Regions from separate parts of the Arachis hypogaea genome. Here region 2 is linked to region 1. The links are chromatin contacts, called in public Hi-C maps. All regions are on one chromosome and are shown on one strand. Each heading gives the region's core, a stretch centred on a gene start, on an enhancer-like site or on the middle of the called end of the contact. The rest is flanking DNA. Distances are from core to core; before and after follow the strand shown. Region 1 holds the start of LOC112786481. Region 2 holds the start of LOC112784271.

Region 1 (6,361 bases), core at 2,852-5,351:
CAATGCACAAGCATAACTCTTATACGTCCAACAGCTTCATACCAAAACGTAAGCGCTGGCTCCACACCAGAAGGTGGCCACTGGCTTTTTCCACCATCTGCAAGAGGCGCAAGGATATTTGAAAGCATATTGCATAGAGCATGGTAAAGCTCACTTTTTCGTTTGTGAGGAGCACGGTTTAAAGGGTTTGCTTTAGCCACAAATGAAGCAGATGCATTCAATGCACCCTCAGTTTTCACCTGAGAAGAACATCATAATTATAACAATAACATATCATGCAATACCTTGCAGGAAAAAAAAAAACTAATTCTGAAACATACCCCAAGCTTCAGGTATCGCATGCCATTAATGATACTGAGGGTTTCACTTCTTGCTGCACTGGTGTCAATTCGACGGGTATTAAGTTCCATGAAAAAACGCTCAGTAACAGAACTAAATCTGAAACAGAAAGACAGGAAAAACCATTAACTCTAACAGGACATTTCACAGTCTAGACACAAGGCAAAGTGCACACTAATGGTTTAACTTCTCATTATTAACCTGACACATCTAATGGTGATTAATATATAGCTCCAGAAAAGAAAACCCTCAAACATTAAATCTAAGAGACACATGCAGAAAAATTAGTAACCATGAAAAATTACAAAGCTTTATTTTTCAGGGTTAAAACATGAAAGTTACATCTGAAATGGAGAACTGACATAAGTTCTTTCTAATTAGTCAATAATCATTTTTTAAAAATAAAATAAAATAAAATACACACACACACACAACTCACAAAGGTCCTTTTCTTTAGTCCCTGCCCTGCTGGAACTAAGCAGACAAATGATGGCAGGTAGTAAAAGAATAATACAAATCCAAATACAAAATGAGGGGGAGTATGAAAGACCTAGTTAGAAGTATACCCTCAAAAGAAAGTAGGAAAGTAAACTCATAAGCATCCAAAGTCATTTTCCTAACAAGATGAGCTAGCTCTAGGATGAGAACTAAAACATGCACCATCAGATGGGGATTCAAGTCTCAACAGAACATCTAAGTGTACCAGTAACCTTATTGCTTTTATCAGAATATATAATACCATTGCTTAAACCACAAATGCTATAGATTCATCAACTAAGAAGTCACAGAAACCCACAAAGATGAGAACAGTGACATAGGATACAAAGTTCACCAAGTGTAGATGCTACAATTTACTCAAGATTGAATTCCTTCCTAAAACCAGTAGTTTATGTTTATCAAGAATCAAAACCTACAAAGCAAAGACATGGCAACCTAAGTGTGTGTCTTTGTGCTCAACATACACCAAACACAGGTACATAGCTTAAGATGTGCACACCACTTGTCAAGCACACATCTATACATGTCCAACAATAACTTAATCTTGTCCTACAACATCAAATCAGCCACACGGATTAGACAACACCGAAATACTCTACCAAATATCTATCGTTATCTAAAACATTAACATCTAAATCTCTATTAATAGTTCCACCACCAACTTATGGTTTTTCCAGGTTTAGCTCTGCCTCTAGCTATTGAATTATGCCTTCATCTGCTCCACTCTCCTTATAGCCTCTTCAGGTTTCCAAACCACCAAAGATAAGCTTCTACCATCATCTACGAAATAAGCACTACGAGTAACTCTTTAACTTAATAATTTTTAAACATTTCTTAAAACAATCTTTCTTGATGGTCAGACATTTCTTATCATGCTGAGCATGTTTCAACAGTAGTTCAGCAATAAATCAGATACCTGATGCGGGATAAAGCACCTAAGAATTGAGCAACTAAGTCCAGAAGAAGCCCCCTTAAATCAACCAACGATGGATATTCAACCTGGCTAACAACCCTGCAATAAGAGATTATTAAGTTCAAACCAAATCTCCATATCAGAATATAAAAGAATAATCATAAATATTTATATTGTGCTTCTGGTATAACATAGTCAAGTCCAAATGAGGACAATAATACTTTCAATTTATCTTCTGTCCCTTGGGTTAATCAAAATATTAAATTGAAAACAACTACAATCTTGACTAGTGGAGTATCTTAAAAATCAAATGGGAGGACATAGTTGCTTGAGTATTACATAATGACAGAAACTTAGTATCAGATGAACAAGAAATCAAAACATCCCTGTTTGTATTACTCATCAAGAGAATAAAAGTAGCCAGGTATTAAAGAGACCCAGCTGCTCTCCCATGTTCCAATTATAATTCTGAGATATCCCGGTCAATGTCCCTCCCCTTCCCTATATAACAATCCACCTTCCCTCCAAATGAACATTCTCTCTCCTGTCAATTACAAAACTCATCCCAACCTATACACTTAATTACAATTAAGTCCCCTTTGACACCAGTCCACTTTCTACTCTTCCTAATAGGTGCATAACAGTAAAATACTCTCATATTGGACAAAATTACTTGGAATGTAAATTACTAACAATACTAATATTTGGGGTCCTATCACATAACTATTACATACTTACAGACTCCACGAGGATATTATGCCTATATAATGTTATTACTCTGGGTCTAACTATGTTTAACCTTTCTTTTTTTTTTTTGGAAATAGAAGATATTAAGATGAAGAGCTCTCCATACGAGAGCAAAAACACGACAACGTTTACGGTTTTACCCAATATGTAGACTAAGCATATATCCCTACCCCAAGAAAAATTGCTTGTCTGAAAAATATCATTGAAGATAAAGGAATTAGACTCCAACCAAATTCTCCAAACAATGGCATGTTGTTAGCAAGCTATAATTGAAATTCTATCATTTAAAGTTCTTTCCTTCTTTAGTTATGTTGTAGCATGTGAAAAGGCTCCTATTACTATCATCTATCAACTACAGTGTTACCTGTCCGCATTTATCAGCCAGTCAAAAGCAAAACTTTCAAGACCAGACCACAGCTTCTCTGTAGTGAAGAATAAGTGAGGGCTATAATAAGGCCAATACTCGTCGAACAACAAATGCACATAGCATGAAACAAAAATAACACAACAGGCCAACGGTATTGTTAAAAATGAACAAACCAGTAAGCCCTTCTTGCGGACAACACTCCACGAAGCGAATGCACGCTGAGCAAAATATGCATTCAACCGCAAGCTGAATTTAAACCAAAAAAAATGCATTAATTAAATCTTAGAATCAATCGGCAGAGGTTTTCTAAACGAAACAAAGAACTCAGAAGCCAAAATAGGAATTTCACCAATTTTAATTCATGAAATATATATATATATAACCTACCTACATTTCTAGGTAGAATATTGCGATAAACACATAAAGCCTAGTTTCCGAACAAACCCAATTTAAAAACCTCTTCCAGGGTATGCATTCATGCATCTGAACACGGAGCCAAAAGAGAACTAAAGAGCAAGTAACAAACAGATAAGAGTAACAAACCTTTCTTTGGAATGTAGATGCATCATTCGTACCCTTTGGAGATTCACTACAATAAAAAAAAAAAAGAAAAAGAAAAGCAATTTTCTTTTACTAGAGTTATTTCAGGAAAACAAAGTAGAACCATAGTGCAGAGACACTAAAACAAACCCCTCTCTCCATCTCAAAAGAGCTTCCAATAGAGGCATCGGGGTGTGGCGCGCAACCATGGCGAGTGAATCGAGGACTTGCTCATAGGCGGGATCAGATGGTCGCAGGTACTGCCCATCCTACGGTAGACCCGCAAAAAATAAATAAATAAAAACGAGATGCTTAGGTCAATTCGAAGATGGTGAGGATCTTAAAAGACTTACCTGGGCTTGGGCGGTTTCAATACGACGTCGTGCGAGAGGGAGGAAGCGCTGGAGAAGAGCATCAACGATTAACTTGGCAGCACTCCCTGCCTTCATTGCCTTCGCCTCTTTTCAATTTTTCCTCTTTTCTTTTCAAATAATAACCATCCGCCCTTGTTTCTTGTGTAGGAGATAGATAGAATAAAAGAGAGAAAATAAAACCCCGAATTGTGGCAAAAGCGTAATATTGAAATAATGAGAAGGAAGAAGAGGATCTGAGGGATTGAAGAAGCGAAGAGTGGACTACCGACGACGAGGATCGCGGTGGGGCTATGCCCAAAGTGACCAGCTTTTTAATAATGAAGCTGTTTTTCCGTCAATGCCACGCTTTTTCTATTGGTGCCACGTAAGAACTGAGGATTTTTTTTTTTCAAAAGAAAATAATGGTCCAAAAACAAATTAAAGCTATATATTATTTAGTACTACGTAAGTGCCCCATGGAAAATAAAGTTTTATACATATACATAATTAAACCGTGGACATTTTATACGATATAATATTTTCATTTTTATCTAAAGATTTTAGATTCGAATCTCACTCCTAATTTTCAAAAAAAAAAAAATATAGATATTTTATGATAAAAGTGCCTCTGTTAAATAATAAGCAGGATATATTGTAATAATATAGTAGACGACAGAAAATTTGTGACTATTATATATTGTCAACAAAATTTTAGAATTATACATGGTCACCGAGGTTTTTAATATAATAGACGACGGAAAATTTGTAACTATTATATATTCTCAACAAAATTTTAGAATTATACATGGTCACCGAGGTTTTTAAATACTTCTCTATAAACAACATTGATGGTTGTAGCTTTTGTCTTGAATGAATTATTCTCAATTAATACCCTTAAACTGAATTTTGATTTTATTCTTCACAGAGCAATATATAGTTGACCGTGGGCAAAAACAAGTTTCGACAAGTACAATCCCACAGCTGTTAAAGTTTGACCCTGAGACTTGTTAATAGTCATAGAAAATAAAACAACTAATGGAAATTATCTCCTTTGAAACATAAAAGGAATAGTAGCATGATTGGGTATCATGTTCATCCGTGATATCAAAACCATTCGATCTGTTTTATTTCCTGTTAATGTGATGCATTCAATAACATGATTACCTAATCTATGTACATGTAATATTGTGCCATTGCCTAACCCATTTGATTGATCAATGTTTCGCAGTAACATTACTAGTACACCTTCTTTAAGAGTCAACAGGTGAGACGGCAAGTCTGAACAATTGATAGCATTGAGAACATTTGGAGTAATTGTACCTAATTCAGATTCCATGTTACCTTCCTCTACGCACAATGAATCAGAGCTAAGGTAGGTCTTCTCCTCTCCAATTATAGATTTCATTATGTGCTTGTTAACATCGTTGACAATCTCAAGTGTAGGGGCAAGTATTGTTCTGTCTCTAAAGTATGACCCATTGTTTAAATTTAGAAACAAATTTGGATACACAAAATTAACTAAAGAATTGAAACCATCTTCATTGTCATGAATAAGGATGTCTTTAGGTATGTTAACTTCGCTTTACATACCAGCTTGGCTAACGAAGTACGTTGCTTGATACAACACACAATCTTCATTTAGATCAAGTGGTATCTTAAACTTTGAATGAGTCGTACGGCCATTGGGGAGTAATAAGGATGCAATCCCACTGGATGTCACATTTAGAACAATTTCACCTCAACTCCGTATAGCAGCTGACAGTGTCATGTAGAGGTACGTCTTTCTAGTACCACCATATCCATATACAAAAAAAAGCCTCCAACATCATCATTTACAGCACTAATCACCTTATCAAATGCTTCACGCTGCTCCAAATTCATGGTGTGTAAGTTATTCTCCAACTCTTCCTTCAGCAGGGATAAATCAAAGTTCACCTCATCCATTATTAGAGGATCATCTATGCCCTCTAGAGCATCAATAGTTGGGAGAAGCATCTGATCATACTCCTTAAGTGATCTACCATTAACTTGTAATTTGTCCTCAATCTTGAAAAGAGTTAGATTAAGAATTTGCTCTTCAAAAAGTTGTAACTCTACATTACAACTATTGTTAGTGTGGTGTTATATATATACATAATAATAGAATATAATTAAAGATACAACCTTCGCAATGCATAACCTTCCTATGAAAATAAAGGATGTCTTCAGATAATACATGATAACACTATTCTCAAACCTTTGTAGGACTCGAGATGTTGTTTAATAGTAACAAAACAACAAATAGATCTCGAATGTATCTTGCAGAAGTCCACGTGTTAAAAATCACACATACCTGCATATCAATATCAGCAAAATCGCCTTCCGTCAAAGAAACTTTTCTCGAACCACTCCATAACCATGCGTCCTCGGCGACACTGCTACTCGCTTCCATTTTTTCCAATTACAACCAATCTGCCTGTGAAGTTCACAACAAACAAACAAACTTGAAAAAACAATAATTACACTGATGATTTTGAGTACTTCATCTTCTCATACAAACAGACAATGTGTTTCATCTCATTTCACAAATTGTCGTCGCCTAGGTATCATTACTAGATCCTTATC
Region 2 (6,361 bases), core at 2,302-4,801, 150 kb after region 1:
TCACCCAATTCACGAGTAATTTCCATAACCCTCATGCATTGTTTTCTTCTACGTCTCCATTTTCGCCACCTTTGGTAGCCGCAGCAGCCATCAGCTCATCAGCTCATCAAAGTCTCCATTTTCGCCACCTTCCGTAGCCGCAATAGCCATCAGCTCATCAAAGTTTGCAGTCTTTCCAACTCCCAAACAATCTTTTACATTATACCTTTTGTACGTCTCTTTTTCATAGTTTGCATTAAGACGAGATGTTGCTTGAATGATCTCCTCCAAGTTCTTCAGCGATTCCGTACTTTCTATCTTTGCAATGACAGAAATATCGCTGCATTGATAAGGCCGAGTTTAGCACATTCCACATTGTATGAAAGTCAAAAACTAAACAGTGGATGAGGCAATGAGAGCACATTGCACGTGCACGCAGACATAAACAATCTTCTACCTACTTGGTGTAACTTCACAAAAATGCGATATCCTATTCTAACAGAGACAGTCTAAAAATCCTTGTTTCTGTCCAAGCTTTGCATTAATTTTATACACCCATAAATAAAATCACTCTCTCTTTTAGTTGAACAACTGTAATATTCAATTACATAGACAGAATAAATCCCGCACATGTTTGATATTAAAATATGCAGATACACACTGATATTACTAACAAGATTCCTCAATCACCTCAAACCTAACCATTCCTCCATCAACTACAAGTTCATCACCCACTCTAACATCTGGTAGATCATATTTTAGAAGGAATGAACTAACAACTTCAGCAGCAGTTGACAAATAAAACCAGAAACACAATTTGAATTTTGTATTTTGAATGAAGGTTATTTACCATTGTGGAAGTATAATATGATAATTATTTAATAATACTGCAAAATAGCTCAAGAAAAGCTTCCAACAATTGTCCAGAAAAAGCAGTCCAAGAGATTAAGGGTGCATTTCTCTAAGACTAAGTTGATTAAAAAGTGATATCTTCTAACTAAAAAAACTAATAACTATAATAAAAAAATTCCAAAAGAACAATAATGTTTTTGAAACAATTGACAACTGAGTTGCTCTTATTTAAACTAAAATAAATAAATAAATAAATAACACGTAATGATAAGCAGTGATTAGTTGTCACCAACAGCTGGATTTGATAATAATTAAGTTATAGATGTAGTAGCAGTAGTGTAATTTAATTATAGTTAGGGAGTGGGGTTAGGTGATGGTGGATAAAATAAATAATTACCAAATCTCCAACGAGCTTGAACAAGAGCGATGTCAGGGTTGCCAATCAAGAAAGGAACCACTCTACGGAGGAAATCAGGCTCAGGCCTGAAATCAGCATCGAAGATGCCACGTACTCACAGTGCTTCACGTAGCTACGTTTTAGACCTTCTTTGAGTGCACCCACTTTGTACCCCGTTCTGTTCTCTCTTATTTGGTACGTTATGTTTATCCCTTTGCTCGCCCATCTCTGACATTCCATTTCCACCATTTGCTACAAATCAACACAAACAAAACAAATTAATTAATTCCACTTCTTAATCCCTCACTGCACAATTAAAATATATGCACTTTAACCACGGGACGTAGAATCATCTAGGATTTGGATCACGAGATGGTCAGCAGGCCAAGAAAGATTACAAGCTGCTCCAATGGAAACCTTGTACTATGAATAATAATAATCAAATAAAAACATGGTGTTAAATAAATAAAATGACAAAAATGAAATAAGTATCAACTCAATTTTCTTCTCATCAAACTTAGTACTATGAATCAAGCAACTCAATTTTGAGATTTCAATTAGTTCATGCAAATAAAAGAGCTCATTAGGTCAAATGCAGATGAACCAAGCGGTGCTGGAGAAAATTAAAGAAAGTAAAAGCATTAATAAGAGAGTTACATATATATAGGTACCATTGAATCAGTGGATTTCTGGTTCATGCGATACTCCTCAAGCTTTTGTCGCTCTTGAGAGAAGTTCTGCAAATACGGGAAGAAGGCACCTGAGGCTAAGATTGGAACACAGAGTTAGGTAGCAGCAGCAAAGCAAAAGCAGATAAGCTATTCAATCAATCAGTTCATAATTTCTTATAAATATAAATCAAGCTGGAGCATTAACAGCTTCTCATATCAGATTAAATTGTTCTAGTATGATTTTCAAATGAAAAAAATATGCAATCCATGAATTACCTTTTTCAATGATTTGGAGTGCTTATAGCTAAAGAACCACACTCAGCAATGATCTTGTTCTGCATAAACAAAAAAAAAAAGGAACAAAACTTAGCTGCACAAATGAACCAATTAACCCCTTTAGATTTAACTACTATAATGACAGCAAAAGAACCACGTTCGACATTATTATATGAGGCTCAAACAATTATCATTAAACTTCTCTAACTACTTACGAACTGAAGAATCGGAGAATAAGCAACATAAACAAAGAAGCACAAATGAATTTTGTTCAGATGAGAAGCCAAACCTTGCTAGTAACCTTGTTCTTCGGGAACTTGACGGTACCTGCGGTTCTCTCCTTCCATCGGTTCCCTTCCTTGTCAAATCCACAAAACTTCGATTTTCTAAAATCAATTGGAAAAGAGTAATAACAATTAAAAGCACAGATTTATTGTAATATTCAAAATAAATGATTAAATGATGATCGAAGATTTACTCAACAGCGGCGACGGCGACCACACTGACGGCTCCCTCTCGCGCGTCCCCCTCCTCCGCGACGGCAACGGTTCTCGCGGCTCCCTCATCGGCAACCAGGAAGCACGACGGTGACTGGCGCGACGGGAGCAGCTCCTCTTTCCCCTCCTCGGCGACGGCGAAGAGCGAAGCTCCTCCAGCTGCGGCGACGCATTTGGTGACGGCTCCTCCTCTCTCATCGTCGCACACACTCTCTCTCTCTCTTGGGTTTGACTCGACAGCGGCGGTAGGCTGGTCTTCGACGGAGCTGGCAGCAAGGTGGCGTCTCCTTCCTCGAGCTCTCTTCTTAGGCGGGTATATATGACAGCTCAAATGATGACGAAATAGATCTGGCAAAACTTTTAACCCAAGTCGCAAGTAAAAAAACCGTTTGCAATGATCTAAAAGGAAAAGCAATTATCCAAACCAAATTACCCTAATCGATTGAGCAAACTCAGCCCCCAAATACCCAATTAAAACCACAATTCACATACATTTCAAAATAATTTTTTATCTGTTATTTTGATGGAAGCAGAATTCTTGGAAAAATCACCTTTTAAGGTAATCTCTAAGGCTTTTTTCCAAGGATTTTAGTTTAGACCAACAACCACAAATAAAACTAGACAATTTTATAAATTTATACTAGTGGATTCAGATTCAATCTTGGTAAAATACTACAAAGATCCCAAAGACTCCACCAACACAACTCATTCAACAATTCTGATATTAAAAGTACTTACCCTATCCAATTGAAAAAAATCCAAATAATATCAAAAAAATTTTCCAACTTTTTGACCGATAGGATATTCTTATTGGGAGTATGTGGACGCTTAGACAAGAGCAATTTGGTTCCAAAATAGACATTTTTGGCTCATCTACTTCAAAAGAAATACCAACTACCACTTTTTAAATTGGTTTACTCAGTGGTGGGACTATTTTGGCCCATTACCAGATATTCTACCCCCACCTGCCGACGAAGGGTTTAAAGTTGTCACCAAAAAGTTTGATCAACAGAAAATACGTGTCCCTGCAGATCTCAAATTCTTCTCTACATTTGCACTGGCATGGGTGTTCTCATGGCAATATAGATACGGCAAGCAGGAGCACCAAAGATACTTTCGATGCTTCAAAGGAATGTCTATGTTAAATTGTGGTCTCAATTCGATGCAACCATGACTCATCCAGACATAGTCAAAAAATGGTTCAACAAACACCCTAAGTTTGTCAAGCCATTTGACTAAGAAAAGTTAGTATTTCTCAATCAAAAAGTCCAAACTACAGCAGCTCTAGCAGGAGCCCAATCCAAAATATCACTAGCAAAACACCTCCAGCAGATCATGCAGATGATCGAAGAAGAAAAAGAAGATAAACAAGACCCTCATTATTTGGCAGAATATTCAAGTGACTATAATCAAAACGAAGATGATTGCTTTGGCATCAATTTAGGAGAGGATTAGATAATTATATGTAATTTTAGGTAACTATATGTAAATTCATGAAGATAAAAACGTATCAACTTGTATTGTAAAAATAGTACCAGTTATGTTAACATGTACTGTAGAAATAGTTAAATCTAGGTCTTTAAAAGAAAACCTTAGTAACATTTTGAGGCAGAATTTTTAAAAACAAAAGAATAGAGAGAGAAGTTAGAGAGAGTGGCTTTGAGATCCTTTGTAAGCCTCTCCAAGTTTTCTTCAATAAACAATTTTCAGTTCTTCATTTTCCTATTTTTAACTTAAAGTTCATGCATCTGTATATGTGTGCGGACTACCGCCACATCTAACTTCAAGTTAATAGTCAAAATTGATCGAGTTCAGTAGTCCGCACATATATACAGATACGGAAACTTTAAGTTAAAAATAGAGTTAATAGTCAAAATTGTCCCAGAAAGATACCCCTTCTCCATTTTCGTCCTTGAAAGATAAAATTAATCAAAAGCGTCTCCGAAAGTTACTCACGTTGATCGAGTTCGTCCTTCCGTCATCTCAGTTGCTGAGGTGTCTAACGTTTGCTAAGCTAGAACGTTAAGTGCCAGCGTGGCATAGACCAAAATGACGTAGTGTCAATCCTCCACCCCCAAATCAATGGAACGACGTCGTTTATGGTCTAGAGTGGGATATTCAAACGTTCTTCCTATCACCTCCTCTCATAACAACCCTCTTCAACTTTCGCTCCAAAACCTATCGTCTTCACTCTACTCTGGGACTCTCTGCCCTGAGACACCTGCCTTTGATTAGAACCTCGTTGTGTACTTGATGATTTCTGTGTGTATCGACACTTGTGGAGGAGTTGGCGCTACAACATTGGAAAGTTGGAGGAGTTCGCGGAGAATTTACGCCGTTGGAGGAAGGAACAGTAACTGCCATAGGGTAAGATTTTTTAATTTTTTTTGACAGTTTTTGTTGATTTTGCAATGTTGGTGTGCATTGGTTTATGTTGACGTAGTTTTAAGAACCATTTAGTAAGACTAGGGTTCGGATTAGGAAGAACATGTTCTGTAAGCGGTTGCTATTAGGGGTTTACATGCAGTTGTTAGGCTGAAGTTGTTTCATATTTTGTTGTTGACTAAATTTATTTGATTTTTGCTTTTGTAGATGGAAGGTCTTCCTATGACGTTTGTATTTCACCATGGTGGGAAGTTTAAAAAGGATAAAGGTGAAAATCTATACTATGAGCCGGATCACACAGAGGTGTTAATGGGAGTTGAAGGTGACACACTTGATGTGTTCTTTGTGAAGGGTTACTATAAGGAACTGGGATATGCTGAGGCTAGGGAATGTTGGTGGAAACATCACTCTCAACCCACCAAGTTACCATCCCACCCAAAAGCATGCTCTGAATCCACGAAGGCCTCAGCTGATAGTAGCAGATTATCCTCTCAGCCCTCAAAATTGCCTTCTCAGTCCACTAAATTGCCTACCCAGCCCACTAAGCAACCCCTTCAGCCCACTAAGGAGCCCACTAAGCCCACTAGACCATCATCTAAGTCCACTAGACCATCATCTAAACTCACTAGACCATCATTTCAGCCCACCAAAAAGTCACATCACCCTGTTGAGACTCTATCACAGCCCAAAAAACCCTATAGTCAGCCTACCAAGCCTACCCCTACTCCACCTCAGACCAAAGAAAAGACCAAGGTCACTACCACCACAAGAGCTGGAAGGCATGTGAAGACATTAGAGGTTGAAGAAGACAGTGACTCTTATGACTCCTATGAGAGTGCTGAGGATAGCCTTTACAAACCTCCAAAGGTAGTAGGAGATGATGAATATAGTAGTGACAGTGATGATGGTGTGAACTCTACAAGGGTGAACAAAAAAAGTGAGGTCAAAGAGAAGCACAAGCCTGCTAAAATCAGATTAGCAGAAAAAGAAATAGAGACTGACAATTCGAGCTATAAAGCTTTTGAGGATGAGGATGGACTATGATTCAGGTACTTGACTAACTCAATTGATATGTGCTGGTGATTTCGTTTTGGTAAAATGACTAATTACATTGTGGTTTTGATTTGGCAGACCTAGAAGATAATGATGTTGATGATGGTGACTCGGATCTCAACTCATGGCACTCAGAGGACTCAGGTCAGGAATTGGACTCTGATGAGGAATCACCAACCGTCTATCCTCAGTATAATGACAAGGCAAAGTTCGGGGACCTCAAATTTGAGGTTAGTATGATATTCAAATCA

The links. A called contact is a pair of places that touch in the nucleus more often than the background predicts.
Region 2: a Hi-C map of leaf shows a contact between it and region 1, with 2.2 times the contacts expected there. The contact joins the promoter of LOC112784271 here to the promoter of LOC112786481 in region 1. A contact is called at or near these places in 2 of 8 Hi-C or Micro-C datasets (both in leaf).

Annotation. Positions count from the first base shown.
Region 1 is chr20:137,484,241-137,490,601 of arahy.Tifrunner.gnm2.J5K5, forward strand. LOC112786481 reads right to left here and starts at 4,102. Exons shown (of 18, transcript XM_025829853.3): 1 at 3,758-4,102; 2 at 3,555-3,673; 3 at 3,408-3,453; 4 at 3,038-3,110; 5 at 2,862-2,919; 6 at 1,754-1,849; 7 at 321-438; 8 at 1-239. The coding sequence starts at 3,853.
Region 2 is chr20:137,636,985-137,643,345 of arahy.Tifrunner.gnm2.J5K5, forward strand. LOC112784271 reads right to left here and starts at 3,552. Exons shown (of 7, transcript XM_072229353.1): 1 at 3,411-3,552; 2 at 2,654-3,029; 3 at 2,465-2,561; 4 at 2,176-2,234; 5 at 1,900-1,994; 6 at 1,229-1,480; 7 at 1-319. The coding sequence starts at 2,870. The coding sequence ends at 2,204.